7 separate regions of the Mus musculus genome follow, and all the other regions are linked to region 2. The links are chromatin contacts, called in public HiCAR-type, HiChIP or PLAC-seq and promoter capture Hi-C maps. All regions are on one chromosome and are shown on one strand. Each heading gives the region's core, a stretch centred on a gene start, on an enhancer-like site or on the middle of the called end of the contact. The rest is flanking DNA. Distances are from core to core; before and after follow the strand shown.

Evidence for each region. Promoter capture Hi-C pulls out the DNA fragments that hold promoters and counts their contacts. HiCAR-type assays count read pairs that join an accessible place to other places. HiChIP or PLAC-seq counts read pairs in DNA pulled down with a chosen protein or histone mark.
Region 1: a contact with region 2 is called in a promoter capture Hi-C map of pre-B cells, with 12 times the contacts expected there. The contact joins the promoter of Cep85l here to the promoter of Tbc1d32 in region 2. A contact is called at or near these places in 1 of 39 promoter capture datasets (pre-B cells), 3 of 115 datasets of contacts at active chromatin or transcription factors (astrocytes, pro-B cells and thymic regulatory T cells) and 1 of 9 other capture datasets (adipose tissue).
Region 3: a contact with region 2 is called in a promoter capture Hi-C map of pre-B cells, with 8 times the contacts expected there. The contact joins the promoter of Mcm9 here to the promoter of Tbc1d32 in region 2. A contact is called at or near these places in 9 of 39 promoter capture datasets (the 3T3-L1 cell line, the C10 cell line, cranial neural crest and 4 more), 2 of 484 Hi-C or Micro-C datasets (CD4 T cells and Sertoli cells), 6 of 115 datasets of contacts at active chromatin or transcription factors (astrocytes, cardiomyocytes, extraembryonic endoderm stem cells and 3 more) and 3 of 9 other capture datasets (adipose tissue, liver and pancreatic islet).
Region 4: an H3K4me3 HiChIP or PLAC-seq map of pro-B cells shows a contact between it and region 2, with 25 times the contacts expected there. The contact joins the enhancer-like site here to the promoter of Tbc1d32 in region 2. A contact is called at or near these places in 5 of 39 promoter capture datasets (the 3T3-L1 cell line, embryonic stem cells, hippocampal neurons and 2 more), 1 of 484 Hi-C or Micro-C datasets (uterus) and 3 of 115 datasets of contacts at active chromatin or transcription factors (embryonic forebrain, extraembryonic endoderm stem cells and pro-B cells).
Region 5: a contact with region 2 is called in a promoter capture Hi-C map of embryonic stem cells, with 4 times the contacts expected there. The contact joins the promoter of Fam184a here to the promoter of Tbc1d32 in region 2. A contact is called at or near these places in 6 of 39 promoter capture datasets (cranial neural crest, embryonic stem cells, frontonasal cranial neural crest and 3 more), 6 of 115 datasets of contacts at active chromatin or transcription factors (astrocytes, embryonic forebrain, embryonic stem cells and 3 more) and 1 of 9 other capture datasets (liver).
Region 6: an H3K27ac HiChIP or PLAC-seq map of large pre-B cells shows a contact between it and region 2, with 7 times the contacts expected there. The contact joins the enhancer-like site here to the promoter of Tbc1d32 in region 2. A contact is called at or near these places in 5 of 39 promoter capture datasets (the 3T3-L1 cell line, 3T3-L1-derived adipocytes, embryonic stem cells and 1 more), 4 of 115 datasets of contacts at active chromatin or transcription factors (astrocytes, embryonic forebrain, large pre-B cells and 1 more) and 1 of 9 other capture datasets (liver).
Region 7: a contact with region 2 is called in a HiCAR-type map of astrocytes, with 4 times the contacts expected there. The contact joins the promoter of Asf1a here to the promoter of Tbc1d32 in region 2. A contact is called at or near these places in 6 of 39 promoter capture datasets (the 3T3-L1 cell line, cranial neural crest, embryonic stem cells and 3 more), 1 of 484 Hi-C or Micro-C datasets (CD4 T cells), 8 of 115 datasets of contacts at active chromatin or transcription factors (astrocytes, embryonic forebrain, embryonic stem cells and 4 more) and 1 of 9 other capture datasets (liver).

Annotation. Positions count from the first base shown.
Region 1 is chr10:53,377,694-53,381,728 of GRCm38.p6, forward strand. Cep85l (centrosomal protein 85-like) reads right to left here and starts at 2,190. Exons shown (of 13, transcript NM_001204983.2): 1 at 1,816-2,190. The coding sequence starts at 1,888. It overlaps Gm46225 (a long non-coding RNA gene), which reads right to left. Exons shown (of 3, transcript XR_001779770.2): 2 at 3,769-3,876; 3 at 2,893-3,031.
Region 2 is chr10:56,227,093-56,231,094 of GRCm38.p6, forward strand. Tbc1d32 (TBC1 domain family, member 32) reads right to left here and starts at 1,597. Exons shown (of 33, transcript NM_001033385.3): 1 at 1,386-1,597. The coding sequence starts at 1,540.
Region 3 is chr10:53,628,237-53,632,194 of GRCm38.p6, forward strand. It overlaps Mcm9 (minichromosome maintenance 9 homologous recombination repair factor), which reads right to left and starts at 1,721. Exons shown (of 13, transcript NM_027830.3): 1 at 1,488-1,721.
Region 4 is chr10:53,810,982-53,814,734 of GRCm38.p6, forward strand. No RefSeq gene overlaps it. Among named protein-coding and RNA genes, the nearest start is that of Fam184a, 62 kb to the left of the region's middle. Within about 2 kb of position 2,445, at least 34 of the 459 cell types and tissues checked have an H3K27ac peak or open chromatin away from gene starts, as enhancers often do. A contact at or near this core is called in pre-B cells, pro-B cells and uterus, where this site is marked.
Region 5 is chr10:53,748,491-53,752,267 of GRCm38.p6, forward strand. Fam184a (family with sequence similarity 184, member A) reads right to left here and starts at 2,419. Exons shown (of 18, transcript NM_001081428.1): 1 at 2,223-2,419. The coding sequence starts at 2,390.
Region 6 is chr10:53,874,059-53,877,781 of GRCm38.p6, forward strand. No RefSeq gene overlaps it. Among named protein-coding and RNA genes, the nearest start is that of Fam184a, 130 kb to the left of the region's middle. Within about 2 kb of position 2,088, at least 18 of the 459 cell types and tissues checked have an H3K27ac peak or open chromatin away from gene starts, as enhancers often do.
Region 7 is chr10:53,595,257-53,598,855 of GRCm38.p6, forward strand. Asf1a (anti-silencing function 1A histone chaperone) reads left to right here and starts at 1,705. Exons shown (of 4, transcript NM_025541.3): 1 at 1,705-2,042. The coding sequence starts at 1,934. All of the region lies in intron 7 of Mcm9 (minichromosome maintenance 9 homologous recombination repair factor), which reads right to left.

The DNA.
Region 1 (4,035 bases), core at 940-3,439, 2.8 Mb before region 2:
TAATTACATCACCATTGCTATACAAATAATCCACACTCAGTGTATAGATGAAAATTTTCACTATTTCATTGGAAAGAAGTATTGTGATTTATGACTTACTACTGTCAGCTGAGAACACATAGTTTTATAAAGATTTATCTTGTCTGAATCCCTTAAATCTAAACATTATTTTCTTCCTCTATATTCTAGGAAGAGTCAATGTCTAGAAACTGCAGTGTAACATCGAAGCCTTTTAATTATTTAGCTGCTAACTCTGAAATGTTCTCTTAGAAAACAATGGAAAACTGGATACAATGCTTCTGGGATGTACTTCCAACAAGGGCCATTACCAAGAGTAAGATTTTAGAGGTTAGGTTACAAAGACATCACAGATGGGTTTTGACATATATGGATAGCTGGAAATCACTCTCTTTGGCCCCCAGGGATGAGTACCTTCTCCATCACTAAAGCCACTTCCAGGCCAGGCCCCACAACAACTGGGTAAGCATCAGAAACCTCTAAATGTCTGTCTACTCTTGAAGGCAACCAGTAAATATTTTAGAAAGTAATTCCCTGCATATATTGTTACTAAATTCACAGCTATTCTAATCTCTATTCTAAAACTATTATGGGAGGGTATAAAAGAATAAGGTGTAAGAGACATATATACATACATATATATATACATTATATACATTATATACACACACACATAGAGACAGACATACAGACATTACAGTTCTAAACCAATGGTTTTCAACCTCTGGGTCGCGCGACCCCTTGACGTCAAATGACCTCATGAGAGTCACATTTCAACTACGTCCATTACAATTCATAACAATAGCAAACATTACAGTTATGAAGTGGCAATGAAAATAATTTTATGGTTTGGGGACATCACAACATGAGGAACTTTTAAAGTTCGCAGCATTAGGGAGGTTGAGAACTACTGATAGTTTAGAATTTAAACTGTCACAGAATTTCATTGTTCAAAATTTCAGTAGCAATGTGCCTGCATGGTATCTTCAAAAAGGCAGAGAATACCACAAAAGGACTCCTACAAAATGCTTCTTTTCGAACAGTTTTGCAAAAGGTACACAACTGCCTCTAAGTTACACAAGTCAAGTTCTAACACTTTGTAGAACAGGGTTACCACCCATGGGTCCCCAAAATACCTAAATTTTTAGGAGAAATTCTGCGTACAAATAAGTAGCCCTTTTCTCTTGGGGGGTGGGGGGGAGAAGGAAAAAAATTTATGTATCTTTCAGCTTTTCAAAGGGGTTCATGATTCAGTTCAGATTAAAGAGCCCTTTAGACTGTCATCATTAGATAACTTGTCATGGTCAAGCCAACTCTTCTTGTTCTATTCCACGTTAGGGGAAGATTTATAATTCAGTGGCTCCTACACAACTTCTGGGTGATGCAGGCATGAAATGGTTGTCTGATTCTAACAGTCCCTACAACCACCACCGCAAAGCTGCAACCCCCCAGTTTCCCTGAGCCCCGTTTCGAAGGCGGCTGGGCTCTGATGGGACCCAGGAGAGCCCTGGCAGCCATGCGACCTGCTTTCTAAGAGCTGCCGCCCCCTCGGGGGTCTCAATCGGCGACCAAGTCCTCAGCAGCTTCTCTGGAGCAGTGGCTGCGGGCGACACTGCAGCGACCTTCCCGCCCGCGTCCCGCGTGGGGCAGCCACGCACACCACACGAGGGACAACAAAGCCCGGCCGAGCGGCCCAGAAGAGCCGAGTTGTCACCCCGCGGGGGTCGCAGGCCTTAGGGCGCGGACTCCGGAGAAGCCCTGGCGGCCGTCACCCCACCCGCCCGCAGTCCTCCTTACCCGCAGGGAAGCTGCGGGCCCCGCTGGGGCTGTCCCGGCCGCCAGCCTCCGGGGCCAGGAAACGGCCCCACATAGCGGGCGAGCGGGCGAGCCTGGAGCTCGGGGCCCGCGGTCGCCTCGGCTTCTGGGCGGAAACTTGAGCGGAGCCTGGGCCTCGGCAGCGCGGACCGGACCCGGGCGGGGGGCTTAACGGCTGTTCAGCGACGGCCCCGGAGCGCGGCGGCTGCCATGGCCCAGCCGGCTGCGCTGAGGCCCGGGCCGGGGAAGCTAGTAGCTCCCCGGTGACGGCGGCGCGATCGCAGGCTCCGGGGCTCAAAGCGAATCTGCAGCTGCGGCTTCTCTCAGCCCCCTCCGCCCGGCAGAACCTTAGGCAGCGGGCCGGGCCAGGACAGGCGGGGCCTGGATGGGGCTGGGGGCGGGGCCCAGAGGGCGGGGCCTCAAGGCGGGGCCTGGGACTCTTGGCGAACCAAAAACCTATTGCTAACAGCATGCGGGTGATCATCCTGAAGCCGCTCCCTACTTCTCCATCCTGTTACCTTCAAGCTGAGAGAGGGTCCATAATTTAATCCCAAACCCTGTCTTCCTATACGTGCTTTCTAGGGGCACAGTTGTTATAAAAGGTGCGAGTTGTCCCTGCAACCGCTTCAAGGGGCTGTGGGGCTAGCCATCTGACTCAGAATGGAGATCAGAATTAAAATTGTTGTCATGCGTTCCACAAGCACCGGTTATGGATCACGGTGGGAATAGAAAAGAGGACATCCCTGCCTCCCACATCTGCTCCACTTTATTTCCCACCCTTCCTAGGAACAGACATCCTGAGAAAAGACAAAGGAATACAGCATCCTCTTGCAATTACTCTTGTTGGCAATATAATCATTTGAATATTTAGATACAAACTAAACACTGTCAACCACTGTACAAGGAGGCAGTCTCAGCATGCCAATCAGAAGTAACCCAGACGATAAGTTCCTTAGGCTTTGAGTCCAGTGATGTTTTTCCTAATGTGGAAACTGCTAACAAAAGCTTAATATTGATGTATCCTCAAGTAAAATACTACTTAAAGCTTGTGAGGCTTACATTTAAAAATGTGTGCTATAACTCACCACATTTGCTGAAATGTACCAAACCGTGGTTATACATCTAGTCTCCTTCCTGTAGATCTGCAGATATTTCTCCAAATCTTCAGATGTTGGTCAACCGTCAAATGATTCTGATGCTAGAAGGTGACAGAAATATGAAAATATAACGAGATGGCTCTTTATCTGATCTAAAATGTATCTAATTATTTATTGACAGTTGAAAAGGATGGGGAAAAAAACATTAACAGTTCCACAAAGAAAAATATCGAAAGTAAAAATACTATATCTACAAATACATCTTTTCATAATTTGTAGTTTAACAAAAAGCCCAAATTCGCTGGAAACTTGATGTGTAACCCAGGCTGCCCTCAAACTCCTGGTTCTCCTGCTTTAGCCTCCTCTGTGCTTTCTAGAAAGAAAGAAAAAGGAGAAAGAAAGAAAGAAAGAAAGAAAGAAAGAAAGAAAGAAAGAAAGAAAGAAAGAAAGAGAGAGAGAGAGAGAGAGAGAGGAAGGAAGGAAGGAAGGAAGGAAGGAAGGAAGGAAGGAAGGAAGGAAGAAAGAAAGAAAGGGAGGGAGGGAGTAAGAAGGAAAGAAAGGTTCCGGTCGCTTAGAGATTCTTAAACATTTAAAACTCACAACCTCATAACCCCTTTTGTCCAAGAAACTTTTATACAACACTGGATGACTAGATAAATAAAATGGTGTTCAAGGCAAATGTTTGCTTATATTATAAATTTATTTTAATAAATTATTTATTACATATACAAATTTACCATTCATTAAAGATGAAAACACTCTGTATGCTAATGAGATAGATGCAATTCTTTACTTTCATATAAATGATTAAATGTTTGCACAGCATAGTAGTACATACCTGCAATCCCAGCACTTGATGGAAACCAATAAACCAGGAATCCAATTGAAACCTGGATTACAACATGAAGAGTTTAAGGCTAGCCTGAACTACATAATGAAGCCTTGTCTAGGAAAGAAGAGGAAAAATAAAGGAAAGAAGGAGGAAAATGAAGACATAGGTAAATATTTAAAAATGAAATTAATACCCAACAAATTTCTTTTTTTAAAAAATGTTAAAGACATTATTGAGTACATCTGGTAGGAGTTAGGGGGAAGAGTGGGGATG
Region 2 (4,002 bases), core at 347-2,846:
CTACATAGTGAGATTCTGTCATTAAAAACAAACAAATGGATATGTAATAAATCCACTTTTGTTTGAGAAGGTGCCAAATTGTCTATATTGTGCTTTTAAAATAATGAACCTATAACCAAAAGAAAACAAAACAACAACAAAACTGACACAAATATGTCTAAATAAAAGAGTATCATCCGATCATTCTTATCAGCATCAATTTTATATGGGAATAAGCAAAAACAACGGAAACCATAAGCATAATCATAAATTTAAAAAATCAAGCTGGGCCATGGTGATACATGCTCCCACCACTTGGGATACTTAAGTTCAATAGTCATTTCCAGGTTATCCTGGGCTTGCCGGGCAACATAGCATGCAGGTCTCAAAAATCCTGACTTATTAAATTAGAAACCCTACAGTGACTCTTTGCACATCTTTTTAAATTCCCTTGAGAATCTGAGCAAATTATAAAGAACACCACCATAAAACGGCAAGTAAAACATAACCTTTTACAGAGAACATTAAAGGACTGAAGGGTCCCTTAATGCCCATTTCTAGAAACTGAACTTCGAGATATCCAAAAGTCAATAAAAAGCAACAGAAACTGCCTCCTATCAGGCATGAGGCTTGGGTTCCATTCCCAGCACCTGAATGACCAAGTCAAAAGCAACATCACAGGAAAAGTATCTGTGAGAGACAAACACTGGATTGTAAAAGGCTACAACTAATCGTGCGTGCGCCTGGAGGAAGACCTTGAAGCTGAGAGGCCTAATTCACTACATGAACAAACTCCAAAGAAACGCGTTGAGCCCTAAGGATCTTTAAGTTTAAGGAGCAGTTTGATTATAAAAAGGTCCTTCAGTTTGCACCGAACACTTCCTCTCTCCATGCTCCTCAAAGCTGGACAACCTGCTCCCTTTCAGTAGGTCTAGGACATTTGTATAGGCGCCCTACCCCTACACAGGCACCCAGACCTGCCTCAGTGTGGGAGGCCCTTCCAGTGTTGAGTGGCTTCTTACAACAGGCAGTGAAAGTAACAGACCAACAAAACCACAAATAAGGACCTGGGGGCGGGGAGGGGTAGGAGGTGGGGGTCACTACTTTTAGATAATGTGAAAGGAATTCCCTTAAATGTTAAGATTGTTCTTTAAAGAACAGAATAATTTACAATTGATGTTCTTAAGCTGCTGTGACAGAAGAGAACACAGAGGCAGATGAGGCTCTACAAAAATCACTTTGGAAAAAGAGGATAAATTCAGCACAGGGACAATTGAGAGAAAAAAAACTGAAGCAACAATCAGCTATTTTAGCAAAAAAATACCAAATAAATCTCTATCCAAATCATTTTCAGCTTTCCTGGACCAATGGTTTGTTTGCTTAAAAACTTATAAACTCGATTTTACTTGTGAAAATTTTCGTCAGTCTCCTCCAGCCGCAAGAGGATCTCCTCTGCGCACTCCAAGGAGGGAGCTCCGGTGATTTTCTCCTTCACGCTCTGGAACAGCTGCCGGAGCATCGCCTGCAGCATCACCTCATCCTCGCTGGAGAAATGGGCCATGCCTTGCAGCAGTCAAATCTCCGCAACCACCGCGGGGTCGCCACCAACAAAGCGCACTGCGCACGCGCGACCCAGCCCAATCGCCGCCGACGCTCAGCGTCGTTCCCTAGGAAACCACAGCGCGAGTCCAAGGGCGGGGCCGCGGTTGAGTGGCGATGTGCTGGAAGACTGGGCTGTAGGTTTAGAGACCACCGAGAACTTGCTGAGGCTAACGTTGGATGATTGACGTTCCTTGGTACCGGCAGAGCTCAAGCCTCCCCCGACCGGAACAACAAACACCTCAGGATCTGCTGGGAGGGCCTAACGGGAAACGCCTCGGCTGCGCCTGACGTCAGCTCGCTGACGCGCCCAGGGGAGGGGTTAATCCCGGAGGAGAGTGGAACTGATCCTGACCTTGATCTGCAGGAAGTAGGAAGGGGACGAAAGAGAAGAGGCCTTTAGTAAAAGCAGGGCAAAGGAAGCCAAACTGAAATATCAACTGGGGATTGGGTGGTATTGAAATGTGGAAAAACCAGGTTCATACAGCAACCGTAACAACTGTTGCCTGCCAATGAGGATAGCACGCTGTAACAGAAAAGAAACTTAACAATTCATTACAGGGTAGTTATGTATTTTACTAAGGAAATGCCACATGACAGACTGGAAGTAGCCCTTGAACACTCATCCCTAGCAAAAAGAGCTATGGATAACTGCCTTCTGGGATCTAAAGAGTCATTGGTCTCTAAGGATGTGGCCATGCTCCAGAGGATGGCCCAACATCCAAAAGGATATAGGCAGCAAAAGTCAGTTCTGTGTTTTGTTTAGGGAGTTTGGATTGGTAGTTAAGAGCACTGGCTGCTTTTTCTGAGGACCCAGGTTCAATTTCCAGCACCAACATGGTGACTCACAACCTTCTGTAAGTCCAGTTCCATGAGATCTGATGCCCTCTTCTGACCTCTGTGGCACTACTCATCTGTGGTTCACAGACATACGGGCATGCAAACACTATACACATAAAATAATTTTTAAGATCAACGTTTTAAAAAGAAGGGAGTGTGGAAGTGGAAGAGTACATGTGAGTATGATCTAATACATTGTACAAATATGAAATTCAAAAACAAATCCAAAAATGCATTTCTTTAAAAGAAAAAAAAGGTGGTGTTACTTGTGGAAACATAAGATTTTTTTTTATAAATCAGTAAGAAGTTTAAAAAGAAACAACATATATAGTATGGGAGCTTACAAATGCACAATATTCAGATGCCAATAGTTACTGATGCCAAACAACTGATGAATGGTTTGACGTCAATAAACTTCCCAAATCCAGCTGTATATTCTATCCTCATCAGATATACTTCTCAGTTTAGCCAGATTCAGTAATTTTCTAGGAAAACAAATATTTCTCTCCAGAAATTGCACCATATATTTATTCAGAATATAAGGTCATTGTTTGCTTTTCAGTATAAAATTAAAATTTGTATTTTTAATTAATATTTGACAATTTCATACATGTGTATACTGAGTTGCATCTCCCTTTTCTTATCTATACCCTTTGTCATACTTTGGTAAGGAGAAACCCTTCTGCCAGCAAACTTCCTCCTGTTTTGGTGTCTTTTAATTTCCTATTGATCCACACAGTTGCTTGCATTAGGATCTTTGGAGAGGAATTGTTTGCTGAAATATAGGTAATGTATTAATGGCTTCACCATTGAAGCCATTACACCACCCCCTTCAGCATCCATTTACAACTCATAAACCCTCAGTAAAGGATAGGTCCTAATGAACTGCCCCATGCAGGACAAAATCAGACAAGTCAAATATTGAGCAGATTGTATGCAAATAACAGCTTCAGTGAGCTCCTGAGAACAGTGAGTATCCTGTGTCCAGAAGACACTGCCTTGAAGAAATCTCCAACTTCCAGCTGTTATGCCACCATTTTCTAAGTTATTCCCTGAGCCATTGAGCAGGAAACCATAGAGAAGTCCTATTTAAGACCAAGGACTCTACATTAACCAGTTGTGAATATATCAACTTAAAGGGCCAGTATATATCTTCAACAAAATTATAAAAAAGAAACTTCCTTAACCGAAAGAGTTTCCCATGAACATACAAGAAACCTACAGAACTCTAAATAGACTAGACCAGAAAAGAAATTCCTCCTGACACATAATAATCAGAACAACAAATGAACTAAATAAAGATAGAATATTAAAAAACAGTAAGGGAAAAGGGTCAAGTAACATATAAAGGCAGAAATATTAGAATTACAGCAGACTTCTCACCAGAGACTATGAAAGCCAAAAGATCCTGGACAGATGTGATACAGACCCTAAAAGAACAAAAATGAGAGCCCAGGCTACTATACCCAACAAAACTTTCAATTACCATAGATGGAGAAACCAAAGTATTCCATGACAAAACCAAATTCACACAATATCTTTCCACAAACCCAGCCCTTCAAAGGATAATAAAGGGAAAATACC
Region 3 (3,958 bases), core at 471-2,970, 2.6 Mb before region 2:
CACCATGATAGGAAGGGCTCACAGTTGCACGTAACTCTAGTTCCAGGGGATCTGATGCCCCTGGACTCTGATGGCAACACATGTGCTGCACAGAACATTCAGGTGCACGTGTGCACGTGCGCGCGCACACACACACACACACACACGTGTGCGCGCGCGCACACACACACACACACACACACACACACAGAGATTGATTGATTGATTTTCAATTTAAATGAGCTGACAAGTACCAGAGAAGAAACCATGAACTGCCCTGGAGATTCCATACTAGCTCTAAGCACCTTAGCAAAGGTGTGGTTTATATTGGACTTATTTTATTTATGTAACATATATCATCCTCTATAAATACTATGACTAAAGAAGACTAGATATAGTTCAGTTAAAGTTCAGTTTGGCATCCCTGAGGTGGATCACACTGGCTACTGATTCTGCCCTCTCTGAACACCTGCTCAGCTGGGAGGTATAAAGTATAAAGTTGCATCACACTTAAGCCAAGAACACTGACAAGTACAGGAGGCTGGTATGAGATTAAGAGAGTATTTTTCAGAGAATCAGTCAAAGTAAGCCAACACTAAAATACTAAGCGACTTGGTTTTGGTTAGGTAATAGCATAATCAATCAGCCAAGAGTAAAAAAAGAGATTATTTGGGAAAGGGATCATAGTATTTCATGATGTGGATCTTAGCTGGGAAAAAAAAATCACAGCACTACCCTCAAGAGTGACCAAAGGAATATCTTTACGATTTTACAAATACAAAGTGAATGTAGAGCAGAAATCCGAAACAACAATTAACAACATACCCAACTCCAACAGCGCAGAAAGAGGGCGGGCAAAGAATTTTAAGTTCCTAACAGGGGCAGGTTAAATGTTTGCCTAGTTAAACCGGTAAATTACAGTGTTAAACAGACCGATATTTTTTAAACACAGCTTTCTTCTTCTTTTTTTTTTTTTCCAACATCCGTGCAATTAGACAAGTTTATCAACCTATAAACTCAGGCATCCCGTTACAAACTTAAGCCATTTACTGTCTAGGGGAGGGGGGACGATGGTTGTACAACTATCAAATTCTCTCTCCTCTTGCCTCTGGCATCCAAACAAATAAAATGGCTTTGCTTTATTTCATACTATCCACTGCAAGGTGGCGCCAAAAAGAGCAGTTTGGGGATAGAGCCTTGTCCCTCACCTAGGCTCGCGTAGCCCCGCCCCTCGGGAGCTGTGGCCACGCCCCGCGCGTCTCAATCCCGCGTTGCGCGCCATTCGCGGGTGCGCGCTCATTGCGCGCCTCCAGGCCGCCTGGCGAGCGAGAGCCTAGCGGAGGGATGCTTTGGAAAGCATTTGGAAATTCGCTTCTAATCCACAGGTGGTTGGCTGTGGCCTCCCAGCCCTGCGGGGAGTTTAGAAATTAAAGGATGCGGACGAGACCTGACGCTAACCACGGGAGGGAAACGATCCCCCGGGACCTCACGCTGCGGTGGTCACTTACGGGCTCAACACGCACTGTCTTGGTCGCCGGGACCGCGCTGCGGCCGTGGTCGCCCCAGCCCGACCCGCGCGGCGTTGGAGGGGGCGGGGCGTGCGCGCGGCCGCTCGAGGGGGCCGCCTTGCGCGGGGGCGCGCAGGCTTCTTCGCGCTGCTCTCGCTCGGCCTCTGAAGGACTTGAGCTTCCCGCGGACCCCGAGCCGCGCACTGCCTCAACTTTCCGGCCGCTGGGGCTTCTTCCGGGTGCGGACGCAGGCGGGCGCGCGCCAGGACGGACGCTGGAGTCTGCGAGCGGGAGGCGGGAGCAGGGAGAGAGGCGGGACTCGGGGAGCTGGAGGCGGGGTTTGGGCCGGACAAGACGTCTGAGGGGCGGGTCTCGGAGGCATGGGGCGGGGTTTGAGCGGGACACCGGCTTCGAGGGCGGGTTTAGGGTGAAGTGGATAATTCAGGCTGGCAGGAATTCCGCGGATTGGTGATGGGCGAACGCGGGGTGGAGACTAGGGCGGAGAGAAGGGGAACCCTGGTGACGTATTAGGGCGGGATGTGGGCGATCTGGGACTCGACTTTGGTTTGCACCTTCAGATATCTTAGAACACAAGTGATTTTGTTGTTTTTTTTTTGTTTTTGTTTTTTTTTTTTTTTTGGGTTGGCGATGTATTTAAGGAATCTGCCTACTTCCACGTCACAATATTTTCCATTTCGTGTAGTTCTCTGATCCATTTCGAGCTAAATTTTATAAGTGGTGTTACGGTTTTGTGAAGTCACTTCTACTTTAAATCCTCTGACTGCACATCTACCTATCAGCAATTTTTATTAAATCAAATCAGGCAGCTGAGGGCAAAATTGGATATAAAAAATTCATTATCTGGCCGGGCGTGGTGGTGCACGCCTTTAATCCCAGCACTTGGGAGGCAGAGGCAGGCAGATTTCTGAGTTCGAGGCCAGCCTGGTCTACAGAGTGAGTTCCAGGACAGCCAGGGCTACACAGAGAAACCCTGTCTCGAAAAAACAAAAACAAAAAAGAAATTCATTATCTTGACCCCAACTCAGCTTCAGCAAGAGAGTCATGTCAGCACGTGCTGCCACCGTTCATGTTCCCTGATCTCAAAATGTCCCTAGCTCAACTAATAAGTGTTTTTCTGAACTTCAAATTGTTCCTGAAGACTTTCTACATTAGAGCCTAAGGGTGTTACTTCCTAGGGCCAGGCCCTCTTTTTACATCAGTTAAGGATACAATGTCTCAAAGACATTCCTACTGGTCAATCTGATACAGGCAGTTCCTTAATTCAGACTCCCTTCTCAGCTAGGCATGGTGGCAAAGGCCTTTAATTCTGGCAGGTTGATCTCAGTGAGTTTAAGGCCAGCCTGATCTACAAAGTGAGTTCCAGGACAGCCAGATACATTTCAACAAAACAAAACAAACAAGCAAAAAAAAAAAAAATCTCTTTTCTGAGGTAATTCTTGGTTAAGGCAAGTTGACATTTGAAATTAAGCAGTACACCTGTATGATACATTGGTTCAATCTTAATGATTTTATGTCCCTATAAAAACTTCACACATTGGAGCACTATTAGTACATTGGACCACGGAAGGGGAGAAACTGGACCATAGCCACTCATAGTTTGTTCCAGGATAAACTGTTCTCTCCTTTTGAGGTAAGGGTTGCGTTTTTGACTCTACAATGAGTAGAAGTATTAAATTTTTTTTGAGACACAGTCTTGTTAGGTAGCTCACAATAGCCTCCAGTCTGCGGTCCTTCTGCTTCTTAAGATTATGGGTGTGAACCACCATAAATGGCTAATAGAGCACTCTTAAGTCTTGTAGTATAGCCTTTACACAGGTGTATACACACACACACACACACACACACACACGAGAGAGAGAGAGAGAGAGAGAGAGAGAGAGAGAGAGAGAGGGAGAGAGAGAGAGAGAGCTATTAGCTTGCAGAAGACCATGGCCTATAGTGAGCCGGGCAATAAAACTGATAGCCAGGTCTATGGTAATGACAACTGAGTTGTGAACATTCCATCTTGGAGAGAAGAGGGGTTTTAGGACCCACAGAAGACCTTTACTTCTCATCCCAGTCACCACTCTCTCCTATCCATCCTCATAAAAGTAGGTAAGAGGTTTTAAAAATGACTTGGAGTGATACATTTTTAAAAAGTATAGAATTTTATTTATTTATTTATTTATTTATTTATTTATTTATTTATTTATTTATTTATTGTGGTGGATCCTGGGATTCAAACTTAGGCAAGTCAGAGAACAACCTGTAAGGAGTCATAGGCTTGAACTCAGGTTCACCAAGTACTCTTGACACTGAGCCATACCCCATGGCTTTTGCATGGGACTTTCTGTGGTACAAGCTTCGCCTGCATTACCCACCTCATGTGATCAACTCCAAATAAACACATTTGGGAAGCTAGACTTGGTAGAATCTTTGGTCTATTGGTCCCTTCCCTTTTGGGATGAAGA
Region 4 (3,753 bases), core at 1,195-3,694, 2.4 Mb before region 2:
ATTAAGCAAATTTTCCTATGCTTTGAAAATTGTTGCCTACAAATCATTTTTAAAAAATATTTAATAGCTTACATTACAGGCTCTTGTGACTCCACGTCGGGCCTTGAACTTGTCATGCTGCTGAAGGTGACCTTGAACTTCTGATCGTCCTGCCTTCATCTCTCGAGTGCTAGGATTGCAGGGGTGTGTACCATCCTTAGTTTATGAAATGCTGAGGATGAAGCTTACGGTTCATGAATGCCATGCAAGCACTCTACCTACTGTTACATTCTAAACTCATAAATTATTGCTATAAATGCTCTTGGATCATGACATTCAGACATTTTAATTCATACTAAGCAGTTACATCTATATGAATAGCTTGCTTACACTATATTTTCAGAAATTTTTTCTTACAGCTCCAGTCTATGATGACCTGGGTTCGTTAATCAGTCACCAACACAGGCATTCTTAATAATTCCATTTTTAAAGCAAGTACAATTTACATGCAATATTAATGTTTTATTATTTATTATATTGTTATTAATATATAAACATTACCCTTTAGGTTTATTTCCTTACATTCATAGCAAGTTATACTGAAAAGTTTTAAGGTTGAGTGACTTAAAGAAATGGGCCTGTAAAACTGTTACCCTTGCTAGAGTTTGGGAAACATAGTAAACATGCTTGTTTTAGAGTCCAAGAAACGATTCCCACACCCCAGGACCAGAATGTCGCCTTTGGTCATGGAGAGAAGACAGATTTAAATGAGACGTAGAGGCTGGACTCAACAGTGAGTACCAACAGCAATGCACACATCTCCCATTACAGGTGGTGCATCACTGAATGAGGCTGCATCTTGAATATGACGCTGCCTCTTTGTGCTACTTGCTGACCATCCATTCTCAAGGTCTGTCAAACGTATCACACCAGAATACTTGCTCCTTTGGGATGGAGTAGTCCACTGGGAATAGACTTCTCAAGCAAAACACATGTTTCCCGGTGCCTTGTTTCCTTCTCTGCTAATGAAGAGCTTTAGCTCGAAATCCAGTGGCTGATTCCGAGGCTGGCCTTCCATAGCCCATGGGAAGTACTCAGAGGCCCTCGGCTATTGCTGCTGTCTCCTCAGGCATCCCTGAGCTGCCAGCCTCTGTAACAGAAGGGTTGGCACGGATCCCCGAGGATAATAGGGATTTTGGCCAAGGCTCCCACACAGAAGATTGCTGAACTATTCCAGTCCTGGAGGTAAATCAGGTAAGTAACACAGGCAGCCATTCCCATACCCTTAGTCCTTTTACCATGCTATCTCTAGAATTTTTACAACATAATGTTTTTTGACTTGAACACAGGAAATATTCAACTAGATTCAATTTCCTTTCAATTTTTCTTCTCTATGGAAGATGAATCGAGTACAGCCGATGATATGGATTCAACATAAAATGCAATGTATTCGAAGATCTCCTTTGCTCCATGCTCGGAAAATACAGTTACTGATGCCACTCAGGCTGGGCAGATAGCGATCTATGTGGGACATCGGTGCCAGTTCAGCCCATGGCTTACATTCGTAGCGTCTTCTGAGAAAGCTGATAGGGAAGACTTTCCCACTAATCCTAGGTTCAGAGTAATTTTTCTGGGAAGCGCATTGCTTTTTTTGGAATATTCACTGTTTCTTTGTGCTTTAATCCAATTTCACACTTAATGGTTTCAAGTGTAGAAAGTGCATTTTATTCTTCTCCACTAGAGGGAACCAAAGGGACTAGACATTGCAGCCAAGCGAATTATTTGTTGTCAGCGATGGAGAAGTTCGCAGGGGTTCTCAAAAACACCCGGAGAGGACTTTCTGTTTTATAACGTATTCTACTAAAATTTAACTATTTTTAGAAAAAATTTTGTGTTTATAGAAATAATTTAAACAGAAAAGGGTTAAAAAACAAACACACAAACAAACAAACAAAAAACCCCAACTAGATTTCTAGGTCCTGATTATGGTCCATACAACCCAGGGCACTGGGGATGAAGCCTGGATGAACCTTAGTGGAGCTTTAGTTCTTGGTAAAACCCACTCTGCCAGGCAAACAGGAAGCCCAACAAGGATGGAAGCAACTGAACATTAACTCTGTAAAGCAGGATGTAAGAACAAATGCTCACAGAGGCTCAGAGTAACCACAGACACCTGGAGACTGTCAGGATTTAGAATATGAGTCATGTGTTTTTCCGATTGAACAACTCCAACTATTATTTAGAATCCATGTGATTTACTTGGAGGAAAATCCAAAACTATCTTTTGAGGAATACTTCCAGCTCCACAAGTCAAAATTTAGGGAGCACCTAAAATCAGAAAACGGGGTGCTGTTCCTGAAACAAGAAATTTACAGGAGATCTAATGAGTTCTGCAGTATCCTATGCAGGGAACAAAAATAAATGCCCTCAATCCAGCTGCCACGGACCACAGATGTTTCCATCATGTCAGATACATCTGGCAAACTGGCCCAGAGACAAGAACTGGAATTACATGAAGAAAAGAGGTTACAGGATTGTCACAAGGGAGGGCTTAACACATTCAATTCCTGGAAAAGGCAGGAAAAAAATGGAGATATTGATTTATGAAAAGGTTTATTTGATGATAAAATTTTTCTCTCTCTCCCTCTGCCCCCTCTCTAGTTTAGGAAACATTGGGCTATCTCTATGTGTAGAGTCTCTTTCCTCCCAGGTCTCTGTGGTTTTCTAGAGGGCACCCCACCTCCCACCCACATAGGCTACTTATTTTTGTTAATTCTTCTGGCCTTCTGAGTTTCGTTGGGCTTCTCTCCTGTGCCTCCCAGACCTGATCCTGTTCCCTATTTTCCCTTCCCCTCCCCTTGCCTACCCACATCCTTCCCTCCCTCTGCTTCCTATAATTGCTTCCTATAATTATTTTGTTACATCTTCTAAGTGAGATTGAAGCATCCTCACTTGGGTCTTTCTGTTTGATAACTCTTATGGTCTGTGGTTATATTCTGGGTATTATGTACTTTTTTGCTAATATCCACGTATCAGTGAATATATACCATGCATGTCCTTTTGGGTCTGGGTTATCTTACTGAGGATGATATTTTCTAATTCCATTCATTTGCCTGCAAAATTCATTATGTGCTCATTCTAAATAGCTGCATAGTATTCCACTATGTAAATGAATCACACTTTCTGTATCCATTTTTCAGTTGAGGGACATCTAGATTGTTTCTAGCTTCTGGCTATTACATATAAGGCTGCTATGAACATAGTGGAACATGTGTCTTTGCAGTATACTGGAGCATCTTTTTGGGTATATATATGTCCAGGAGTGGTTTAGCTGGGTCTTTAGGTAGAACTATGTCCAATTTTCTGAGAAACTGACAGATTGATTTCCAGAGTGGTTGTACCAGATGGAAATCCCACCAGCAATGGAGAAGAGTTCCTCTTTCTGAAATCTGTGTCAGCATGTACAGTCACTTGAGTTTTTGATCTTAGCCATTCTGATTGGTGTAAGGTAGAATCTCCGAGTCATTTGGATTTGCATTTCTGTGATGACTAAGGGCTTTGAACATTTCTTTAAGTGCTTCTCAGTCATTTAAGATCCTTTGTTGCTAATTCTTTATACCCTATTTTTTTTTAGTTGGGTTATTTGGTTTTTGGAGGTTAACCTTTTTAGTTTTTATATATTTTGGATATTAGTCCTCTATTGGATATAGGATTAATGAAGATTCCCCCCCCCCCCCCAATCGCTAGGCTGCCAATTTGTCCTATTGACAGTGT
Region 5 (3,777 bases), core at 1,169-3,668, 2.5 Mb before region 2:
TATAAACTCATTAGTAAACTCTTTATGAAAATCTCAGGCAGCAGATACAATGGAACATCTACCTTCTGACAATCCTTTTATATGGACATTCATGATGTAAGGTTTATGGCATACTATTTACAAATAAGCATATGCAACGACAGAGTTTGACAATTTCTAAGGTGATAAATAAGGGAAGCAGCTTTTTAAGGTTTGTGAGACAGACTGAAATGGATCTGTTATTAGACTGCTTCATTGCCAGGTTGTATCTTACGAAATATAAAGGCCAGTGGTAGGGGCGGGGTAAGCCTTAGGCATTTCAGTAAAACTCACGGCAATCATCCCTCACCAACATGACTCCTAACTATCCCTCCCAGGGAACACTTGGTGATGTCTGTAGAGTTGTCCATTGTCACTTCTAAGTGCAGGGCAGAGGCATGTGCAACTTGCACCCACAGTTGGCAAGGATGCTATTAAGTAGCTCTGTGCCACACAGGACAGCCCTCTAATAGGAAACTAACCAATCTAAAATGTCAACTGTGTTACACCAAAAGTCTACTACCAGGAATTAAATGTCTGCAGCCCTTCCAAGCCAACAGGGGGGTTAGATACAGTAACTACAAACAGGAAATCAGAGTGTGGGCAACCCTCAGCAGTAACAGAAGCCCTGAGCCAGCAGCACCTGGCTCATTATATTTGAGAGAAAGATACTATCATCCTCTTAATATCCCACCTGAGCCAGCCGGGCTGAATTGCTTTTACTGAAGGGGGAAAAAAAAAAAGGACAGGAAATTGAATGTGTGAATAGAAAGGGGTAAAGTTTACTGAAGAAAACCAGCTTTTATTAAATACAGAGGCCCATGTCTAACCTACGGAGTGTTAGTCACAGGAGTCTCAGGGAGTTACAATCTAAAATAAGAACACAGATGTGGACATGGTGCAAGAAAAACCCAGAAGAAATAACAACCCATGAGCCTCGCTGTGGCTACCTGCATTCTGAAGATGAAACACCACCTGGGAGTCTGGACTTTCAGCCTCATCCATGTAAATGCTCTGATAACATGTGGCTACCACAGTTTACATCCCTTCCATTCTGGGTTTCAGGACCCTTCACAAAAGCAAACGGTACCAACTGAACGTGCAGCATCTCTTAGGATGGTGCTTAGAACAAAGACAGACAATCCAAAAAGGAAGAAAACTAACTCCACAAATTGTCGTGTTGCTCAGCATGGGGTGAGTCTTGATCACGTGGTTTTTGTTGTTTTCATCATGTGTCTCTATGCATCCCTTCACTCATTCCCGTTATCTTTGAATCCTCGATCGATCACATCCTCCTCCCCCGTCTCTTCACTCCCTTTTCACAAGTGTGCCCCCCTCCTCTCTTTAAACTCCAGGGAAACTGTATGATGGAGTTGAGCCAGATCTCAAGAGATTATCGAGCAGTGACCCTCAAGCCCACCTTCCTCTTCAACACTGCAACAGTCCTAGGGAACCTGGTCCCCATGTGTGACTTCCAGAAACCCTAGATCAGTCCCACACAGGGTGAGCCTGCTGGGTAAGAGCTACACAGAACCAACCCTTATGATCAGTATTCAGTATTTTACTAAATTCGAAAAAGGACTCATTAACGGGCATACACCACCCTGAACTATGCTTGGAAAACTGTGCAGGTGATGTGCAGGTCTTCTGATAAGATGGGGCATTTACTAAATGCAAACGCGGTGTGATTCATCTAATAAACCTTATTTGACATCTTGTGAGGGTAAGTAAGGAATGACTCATTAAATCCCTTAAAATGGCACGCAAGGTATGTTTTACCCTCCTACAGTCCTCGGAATAACCTCGGGAAGTTTATCCTCTCATTAACTGTGTAACCAGTAGCCTGACACCGATTAACTCCGAGGATCCCGGGTCATATTAGGTAAACCGGTACAGTACTTCACCGAGTACTGTAGCGCGGTGCTTCGTGCAGCCCTTGGCAGAGGCACCTGAGCAACAGGAAAAGTCCATTACTCCTGTGGAACCCAGAAAGTAAGCCCTCATGTGCTCTGTGCAGGTTTACCCCTAGTCGGTTGGTTATGGAGTGCAAGCCCTGGAAATCCCGCGGTGCAGTGTGCGGTGTGCGGTGTAGCTCAAGTTAGGTGGCTAGCGTTCCACCCAAGTTTGGAGGGACCAGGAGGCAACTCTGGCTGTTGCTTCTCTTAGGAGCCCCCTCCTGAACCCCGAGCCCCAGCACCCCATACCTTGGTGAGCTGGGCGATCTTCTTGCTCATTTTCAGGTGCATGTCCTGGCTGTAGTCCATGTTGTGCCCTGCCAGCTGAGCGGCAGCTGGGGAGGTCGCGAATTTGGCCGGCCCGGACGTGGAGCTACCGTAATAGTGATGTTGCCAGCTCATGCCCGGGGTCGCCATCTTCCCGGCAGACCCCAGCCGGGGCACCTGTCCCTGCGCGCGGGGCGAGGCCGGCGCGGCGACGACACGGGACAGGCGACAGCCCGGGCGACCGCTTGCCGACCCGCCGGCCCGTGCCCTCCAGTCCCGCAGCCAGCAGCCCCCTGCCCGCCCGCAACAGCCGCGTCCCCCTGCCTCGGCTTGGCGACGTCGCGGCTAGCGTCCCGCAAGAAGCGGCCACCGGGCCCCGAGACTCCGCGGCCGCCGGGGCTGCGGAGGGAGGCGGAGACGGGGCGGGCTGCAGCGGCGGGAGGCGGGTCCGGGGACGCGGGAGCCGCCGAGCGCCGTTACCAGGACGCGCGGCTCGGGGGCTCAGCGAGCGCGCGAGGGTGGCCACGTCATTTCCCCGCAGCCAAGCTCCGCCCCGCAGCTCCCCGCCCCGCAGTCCTCCAGTTTGCAGCTTCTCAGCCCGCAGCCAAGCTCCGCCCCGCATCCTTCCAACCCGCAACCTCCAACCTGCAGCTCCTCAACCCGCAGCCAAACTCTCATCCTCAACCCTCCAGCCCATAGCTCCGCGTCCCTGCAACCGGCAAATCTGCGACCCCGCAATCTGCAGCCCTGAACCCCTCGGCCCTCCAGCCGCCAGCACTTGTCCTCCACACTCCCATAGCTACACAGCGATTGAGCCCCACACTAGGCGCCCTGCCTCACGGAGGCCTCTCACAGTCGCACAAGGCCTTACAACCTTGCAGCCTGAGAGTTCCCACTGCATCCAGCAGCACTGTCTCACTTTTCACCGCGCAGACCCACAGCTGCCAGCTCCTTAACACACCCATTTCCCACAGTCTGCACCCTTTGGCTATTACCCTGTGCCTGAGTGTGCAATCTAGTTTTTAAAAGAATCGTCCAAAGAAGATAAAAAATTGATGGTGACCTTCGTTTAGCAACAAGCAGCGGGAAGCTCGACAGAGCCTCTCTGCATGTACTTTTTGTGTGCAGGCCCAGCCACAGCCGACATAGGATCTTAAGGCCAAGCATCTCTACACTAGAGAAGTGGTGGTGAAATAGAGGGAGATCCGATCCGTAATCCTACACGTGATTGGTCTTCCCAAACTCATCCAAACTCAAGCATTTCAGGGTCATACTGACCTAATGTGTGCCAGGCTAGAATGAAGCGATGCCAAGGGCCTATGTTTGGAGGACCATACCTCTACAATCAGCTGCACCCAATTCTCGGTGGGATGAAGCCTGGAATAATTAAATATGAAAATGTAATTGGCTAGATATTAGAATAGGACTGGGATATAGAGGGAAGAACCCAACAGGGAAACAAGATATCTGCCCTTAAATATTGGGGCTGTATCAAGATTTGGCATTATGCGTACTTTTTCCACCTTGCTAAATATAT
Region 6 (3,723 bases), core at 838-3,337, 2.4 Mb before region 2:
GGGAGATCTGGACTGCCAGTAAGAGCCAGATCCTTCGTGCAGAAGGTATCATGTCTGTACCTCTGGTATCTTGTGGAAGTAGAATTAGACTGACTGGGAATCAGAGAAGCCAAGATCTTGAGGGTCTGGTCTTTAAAACCCTAAGAATATATTTCAGAAGTACAGTTGGGAACTTCTTCTAGCCTAACCTTTGCCTTAGTAGATGCCAATGGCTTTTTTCTCCCCGAAAGGCAAGTTCAGCACACTCAGGAAGTTCGTTTGCCAGGGCCTGGAGCAGATCACCTTGAGAGCATCAACCTCCACACAGCACTGCCATCCAGCTTTCACCAAATGCTCACTGTATCTGTGGCCAGATCTGGCCCGATACCTGCCCTGATGGATTCTATTCTGGCTAGCACTGCCTCCCACCTCTTCCAGTGAGACTTCCTACTGACTGCAGCCCCTATCAGTTCCCTGATATTCAGCCAAATTGGCACAGTTAGTAAAACAGTGGTTTAGTTCATGTTTGAAGACACTGAAGGTTGTGAATTTGGCTGAGACTTGAATAGAAAGAAAACCCTGAGTAGAGCTAGTATTGTTGAGTGATAGGTTCTTTCCAAATGGCTTTTTTCCACAGCTTATACAAGGGCTTGAAATAGAACACAGTATTCTACCCTGCTAAGGGAGATGGGTGAAAGGGTGCAGGGTAGAGGTATTGCAAGTTACTGAGGTACAGCAGCTTTAGTGATCATGAACATAATTACGTAATCATAGAAGGAGAACATGATAAGTATTTACTTAAAAAGTAACTACTAACTTCTACTGGCAAGAACATTGTAAGGGAAGCAAAGAAAATTTGCATTCTAGAGTGTGGGTCAGTATTCTTTCTACAGCTGCAACCTTTCTTCCCACCTGTGGTAGTTTGAATATATATGGTCCCCGTACATTCATGTATTTGAATGCTTAGTCGATAGGGAATGGCACTATTAGGAAGTCTGGCCTTGTTGGAATAGGTATTGCCTTCTTGGAGGAAGTGTGTCACTGTGGAGGTGGGCTCTGTGGTCATATATTCTGAAGCTATGTCTAGTGGGGTACACAGTCTCCTTGTTGCCTGGAGAACAAGATATAAAGCTCTCAGCCCCATCTCCAGAACCATGTCTGCCTGCAAGCTACCATGATGATAATGGACTAAACCTCTAATACTGTAAGCCAGCCTCAATGAAATGTTTTCCTTTATGAGAACTGCTGTGGTCAAGGTGTCTCTTCACAGACTAAGACACCATCCTAACATCTACCTTCTGAATGGATGCATCATGAATAATGTAATGGAGAACACAACAGAGATGAATTTACTGTTTGTTTAATCTCCCTCCATTTTGCTTTGCCTTTGGCTTATTTATTGAGACAAAACTATGCCAAGTGGTTAGAGAAGCAAATGGGTGACTCAAAAAAGAATGAATGTTAACAGGAAGAGTAACAGGAATGAGAATATTTCTTCCTTCCTTTGTGCAGTGGGTGAAAATCAGGGAGGAGATGATGTAGAAGGCAAGGGGTGGCTGTGAGTGTCTGGTGATTGCCTGCAGGAGGGGTAGCCAATGGCCTCTAGAGGCTGTCCTTTTGATCCTCCCTATCCCCCCTCCTCCCATCTACCTCATCTGTCCAGCACAAGATGCTGCCCAAGCCACCATGGACACGCAAAAAGAAAGAACAAGGTTATAATAAGGTGCCAAACAGTGCAGTTTGTGCATGCCATATGTGATTTTTCCATAGTAATTTTTCTTCCAACCTCCCCTCCACTCTGACATTACTTTCATATGCAGAACTCCCAATGACTTGGCACCTCTTTTTCTTGACTAGCTTTGAAGCTTCTCTTGAGATATGATCCAGTCAGGAAGACCATTCCCGGTGACAGCTCACTCAGCAGGATCCTGGCTGCCTTGCTCCTGGTGATGAACTGGGTGGGTTCTCTTGGCCCTGTGTGCGATGTGGAGAAGAGAGAGCTGTACAGCTGTTATTTCACCATCGAAATCAGCACAGCACATGAGACCTCCAGTGACCCTGAGTTTCTTCATGGCTGGTTTCTTAGATGGAGAATTCTCATGTTCCTCTAGCTTTCGACACAGAACCCAGCTTGGCCCCACCCTGCTTATGCAAGTTGTTTTTCACTTGTCCTCAATAGCTCCTCCTCTGCTGGCCCCTATTGACCTCATTATTCACCACTTCATCTTCCAAATATTCTTCTAGGTCTCCTGATTCTCCTCCCTTAGGATGGTCAGTAGAAAGCAGACACATGCCCTGCCTCTCCCCAAAGTTCATTCTGCTTTTCATGATGGCTTTGTTTTTCCCCAGCCTTAAAGTCATGGTTGAAGTCATGGTGCCTGTTCTTCTTAGTAAATACAGGTAAGAAACAGCAGGCGTCAAGAACATCTCTGTGTTTGTTACAGCACCGTTCACAGTATCCACTGATATGGAGACAACAAAAGTGGTCATTGAGGGATGAGTAGATAAAGAAACTTTGGTACATCTACACAAGAGAATAGTATTCATTCATAAAGAAGGATAAAACCCTGTTATTTATAGCAGCATACATGGAACCAGAGGTTGTTAGATTAATAGAAAATAAGCCAGGCAAAGAAACATAAATATTTGATGACTTCCCTCAATTATGGAAGCTAAAAGTTCCATTTTGTAGAAGTGAAGAATGGTTATCAGAGGCTGAGGAGGGTCATGTGGAGCACACAGAAAAGTCAGATAACAGGCACCAAAGAATGGTCAAATAGACTAAGTTCTGGTGCTGTACAGCATGGTAGAGAAAGAGCAATTTTGAATGGCTAAAAATGTAGCAATATAGATTATATAACCAAAACTACAGTATAAACAAGTACAAAGCAACACAAAGGGTGAAGTGTTCCCTGGGACAGGAAAGCCCAGGTAGAAGATCTGTGCTCTTAGCTGTGACCTGCTTTCAATGCAGAGAGACAAGGCAGCTAGTTCTTCCAAGAGGAAGGGAAAAAGGGTGGCTGCTGGCTGGCAACAAATAGGATGGAGGATTCCAAGAACATATCTACAGACAGGCACAGCTGGCTCCTGGATAGATAACAGGGTCATGCCCCTTCCTCCATCCATGGCCTTCCTTTGTCTTTGAAGCCTTATTTATGGCTTCATTTTGTCCACAAACCGGGCACTAAGGGACACTATAGTCCACTGTGCTTCTGGGAAAGAGTTCACAACATTTCTTTGTGTTCTCTGTTGGACTGTCTCAGGATATGAGCTGTGTGAAGAGGGGTATTTCCAATAGCAATTGTGATTTTTGATCAGGCTCCTGTCCAAGGATTGCCTGCATTTCTCCCAAGGTGGCAAGGTGGTTCCTCATGTTCCTTCCTCTTTCAGCTCACAAAATAGAAGAGATGAAGGTCACAGCAGCTTCCTCTCCCCCGAGAAACTGGGAGAATGGCAGGACTCCAGATCCTCTGGAGTGCATCACTCTGTTAGGGAAGCTTCTTATCTGCCCCCTTTCTCTGCTCGGGTGTGCCATCACTGTTCCCAAGACTGTGCTGGCGCACACTTGCTCTCCTCCTCAAAAGAGTAAGTAGAGAGCTCTTCCTAGCACACAATAGCCCTTCATGATAAAGGACCACATGGTGAACCCTATGCTGTAAGATTAATGGGCTTCCACGGAGGTTGGATGGTGAACTGATAAAGGGAGGGGTGGTAAGGGGAATCACTTTTGAACCACTGTTTCTC
Region 7 (3,599 bases), core at 455-2,954, 2.6 Mb before region 2:
CTTCTGGTCTAACAGCAAGAAGCATGTAAAAAGCACATAAGAGCACATTGATAAGTCAGTTGGAATCTCCAGGGTGCCTGCCATAACTGCATATTACAACCTCACTGCTTCCTTTATCTTGGCTAACATCATGTAAAACTAGGGTTAATAAGAGCTACGTGTATTATTTACCAGCCATGGTCATCTTGCCTACTACCACAGTGTGACTTTTACTCTGATGCACAAAAACAATGGTGACTGAACTGATGGACACCGATTGCCCAGCGTACTGACAATAAAAGTGGCTCTCTCCCCACTTTAATCTCCTTAAACATGGAAGGCCCTGCTTCATGATAACTAAAGGTCTTCGGACAAGGACAGATCATCCACAGCAATCCAGTTGAGTCTCAACCTGTCCAAGGAAGATTAATTAAATTCTGCACACTAGCAGAAACTTCACTTGCAGATTAATACTAAGACATAATTTTCACTCCGGATTTTATTGAATAGTTTAGTAGTTTCATTTATAAGGAAAAAGAAAAGAACCCAATGGTTTATGAGTAACACCTCCACAGTAAAAAGAATCAGTTCACATTCACAAAGGTGTTAGGTTTCCGTTTCCTGTTTCCTAGTCTACCCACAGTGGCTAAGTACCATAAACAAGCAACTTTTCCTCCAGTCAGCCTTGAAATGGTCTCACAGGCGTCACAGGCATGGAAGGTCTCCTCAGAATTGGTGTGCTGCACTTTTTCACTTATGAATGTTTGTTATAAATGCCTTGAAGAGCAAATGGCATGTTATCTGTGCTTTCTCCTTTCTCATATTCCACCAAAAATACATTTGTTGTCCTTTGGCCTTCAGACACTTCCATTTTCTCGACTTTTGACTTCTTTCTCTGTGCCCCCCCAACAACAGAAGCCTCGCTGTAACTGATCACGTTTTCCCCCTTTTATTTCTTTTTTTTTGTTTTGTTTTACATCTTTTCAGTTATTAAATGGGAAGAAATCCAACATGCAGCTGAAGATCGCATATTTTTTTTCTAGCCTGCGTGTGTGTGTGTAAAATCACCCCGCCCTCATTTTGTATCTATTTCACCGCACTGTCGTGGCCAAGAACTTGAATTCCAAAATGGCTTGCTCCTTTCGAGCTGACATGGGCTATAAAAATGCAATTTATTCCCACTGCAACCAGCCCTTCTCCCTATTCTCTACCATTACGATTGCGAGAAGCACAGACAGCTAGTTGGGCCTGACAAGGGCTGCAAAGCACACCTTATCTGCTAAATCCAGCAGAGCCAGCAAAGCCGCCGGCACTGGTGGGGGAAGCGTTAAAGGCTGGAAGAAAACCCGAAAAACCCCAAGGCCCATGCTGCGCACACACACGGGGCCGCCTCGCGCCCTCCTGCTTCCACCGCCGGCCCCGCCCACCCCACGGGTCCCGCCCCCTCCGTCCCGCCGCGGCCACGCCCGACGTGTGGCGCGGCCCCGCCGGGCGGGGGCGGGGCCTGCGTCGCCCCTCCCCCGCCGCCGGCGGCCTCCGCGCGGGCCTCCCAGCCCCTATTCCACTCACTTTGTTCTGCGCCTTTGTCCTGGTCCGCACCAGCAGGTGGAGCCGCAGTGAAAGTTTCCCGTCCGTTCTGCGAGCGGGAGCCCATCTTGCTCGCCGCCGCGGCCCTCGCTGGAGGAGGAGGGTCAGAGCTCGGGGGCAGCCAATCGCGGGCAACGCTGCTAGTTATCAGGGCAGAATGGGCTGTAGTTTAGTGAAATAGGAAAGCTGCAAAACACCGTGGAGTGCCGCCGTGTAAATAAAAAGGAAAAAAAAGTTTCTCAAGTCGCAGCTGCACGACGTCGGGCCGCGCCGCGCCGGGGCGGGGGTCTGCGCTCTCGGAGCGGCCGCGCGCGGGACTCGGTGGTGCCGCCAGCCCCGGCCCCATTGTTTGTGTTTTCTTCAAAATATGGCAAAGGTTCAGGTGAACAATGTAGTGGTGCTGGATAACCCGTCGCCTTTCTACAACCCGTTCCAGTTCGAGATCACCTTCGAGTGCATCGAGGACCTGTCTGAAGGTGAGCGAGTGGCGCCGGGCTGTCAGTTGCGGCGGCGGACGTTAAAGTTTCCCGGCCCGGCCTCGCGCGGGGTGGGCCGCGGCCGGCGGCCGGCGGGAGGGCGGCCATGCGAGGGAAACTTGAAGTTGAGGGACGCCGGCCGCGCCGCAACTTGCGAGCAACTTGCCGGGCGGAGGGAGCCATGTTGTCAGCTTTGTCTGCGGCGGGCGGCGCTCGGCGGCCCCCGGCTCGCGCGGCGCTGGCGGGGGGTCGTGCGGCCTCGGCGGCCCCAGGGCCCCACGGCCCGGTGGGGAGCAAGCTGGGCCGGTGGGAAGCGGAGCCATCTTACCCGGCGGCACGACGCCTGCTCCGGACCGCCGGGGGCGAGCGGGCCCGCGCCTTCCCGCCCGAGCCCCGCCGAGGCTGTCCTCGCGCCGCTCTCCGGCTCCCTCCACCAACCAGCGCGGAAGGCGGGCGCTGGGCTCGGCCCCTCGGCGCCTGGCTCCCGGGGGGCGGCCGTGCTCTCCGCGGGCGCCCGGGATGCTGTGCGCCGCCTCTCCCCGGGGACAGAGACCTCTCGGAGAGAAATGGTGAGGGGCTGGGAAGTTCCATGGCACCCTAGAGCAGAAGCAGGGTGCTTAACCAATTCCAGGCACTTCTCTGGCGTTTAGAAAGTCTGAAAGACTTTCTCCAGAACGTGTGAAGAAGAAGCAATTAAAATAACTCCACGTCCAAGCAGATGGAGAAAATGCAAACGTTAGCTGGGAGATAGAAGGCAAAATCCTTTCTGAAGTACATTTTACGGTTTAAAAAATGCGAAATAGTGAGGTAATACAGAACTTAGAAAGCTAAAATATGGCTTCTTAACGCTTTTCTTAGATTTTATTAAAATCAATGCTTCATTTTCAACATTTGAAACAAAAAGTTTAACTTCATTGGTGTTAAATTTTAGTTAACTAGGAGGACATCTTGGGACTTGAAAGTATTTCGACAAAATGCCTTGTATTATCCTAATCATGACGAAAAGAATTTCTCTTTTAATTTAAAAGTTTATAATCTCTTCAATGTACTTCATGTAGAATGTTAACTTTAATTATAAAAACCATTGCAATAAACCTTTAAAAATTGTAAAAAGGAAGTCACAGCCCCTTCTCTTCACTCCTTTGGCTAACCATCACTTAAAACGTACCCTGCTGTTTTTAATACGTATGTAAATTATAACGTGCATACATTTAGTGAGTGGGACATATTTTGAAGATTGACTAAACATTAAAATATAGTAGTCTCTGAATAGACTGTGATGATTAATGTAAGTGTAAGGGTGTTTTCCATTTGAAATGTAACAGCATTTCCACATCAGACCTATTTCCAACCCCAACACTGATTTTAATTTTCTTTTTCAAACTGCCAATTTATATACAAATGATCAAATATAAAGTAAGATCATGGCTGAGTCCATCCTAACTCAGTGCAGTGTTCGAGGCATTAGAAGTTCTTTACACTACAGGTGTTTCTCATATGATGGCTTCCATTTTAGGTCCACATTGTATGAGGAAGATAGGCTCTAGGATATTGTTA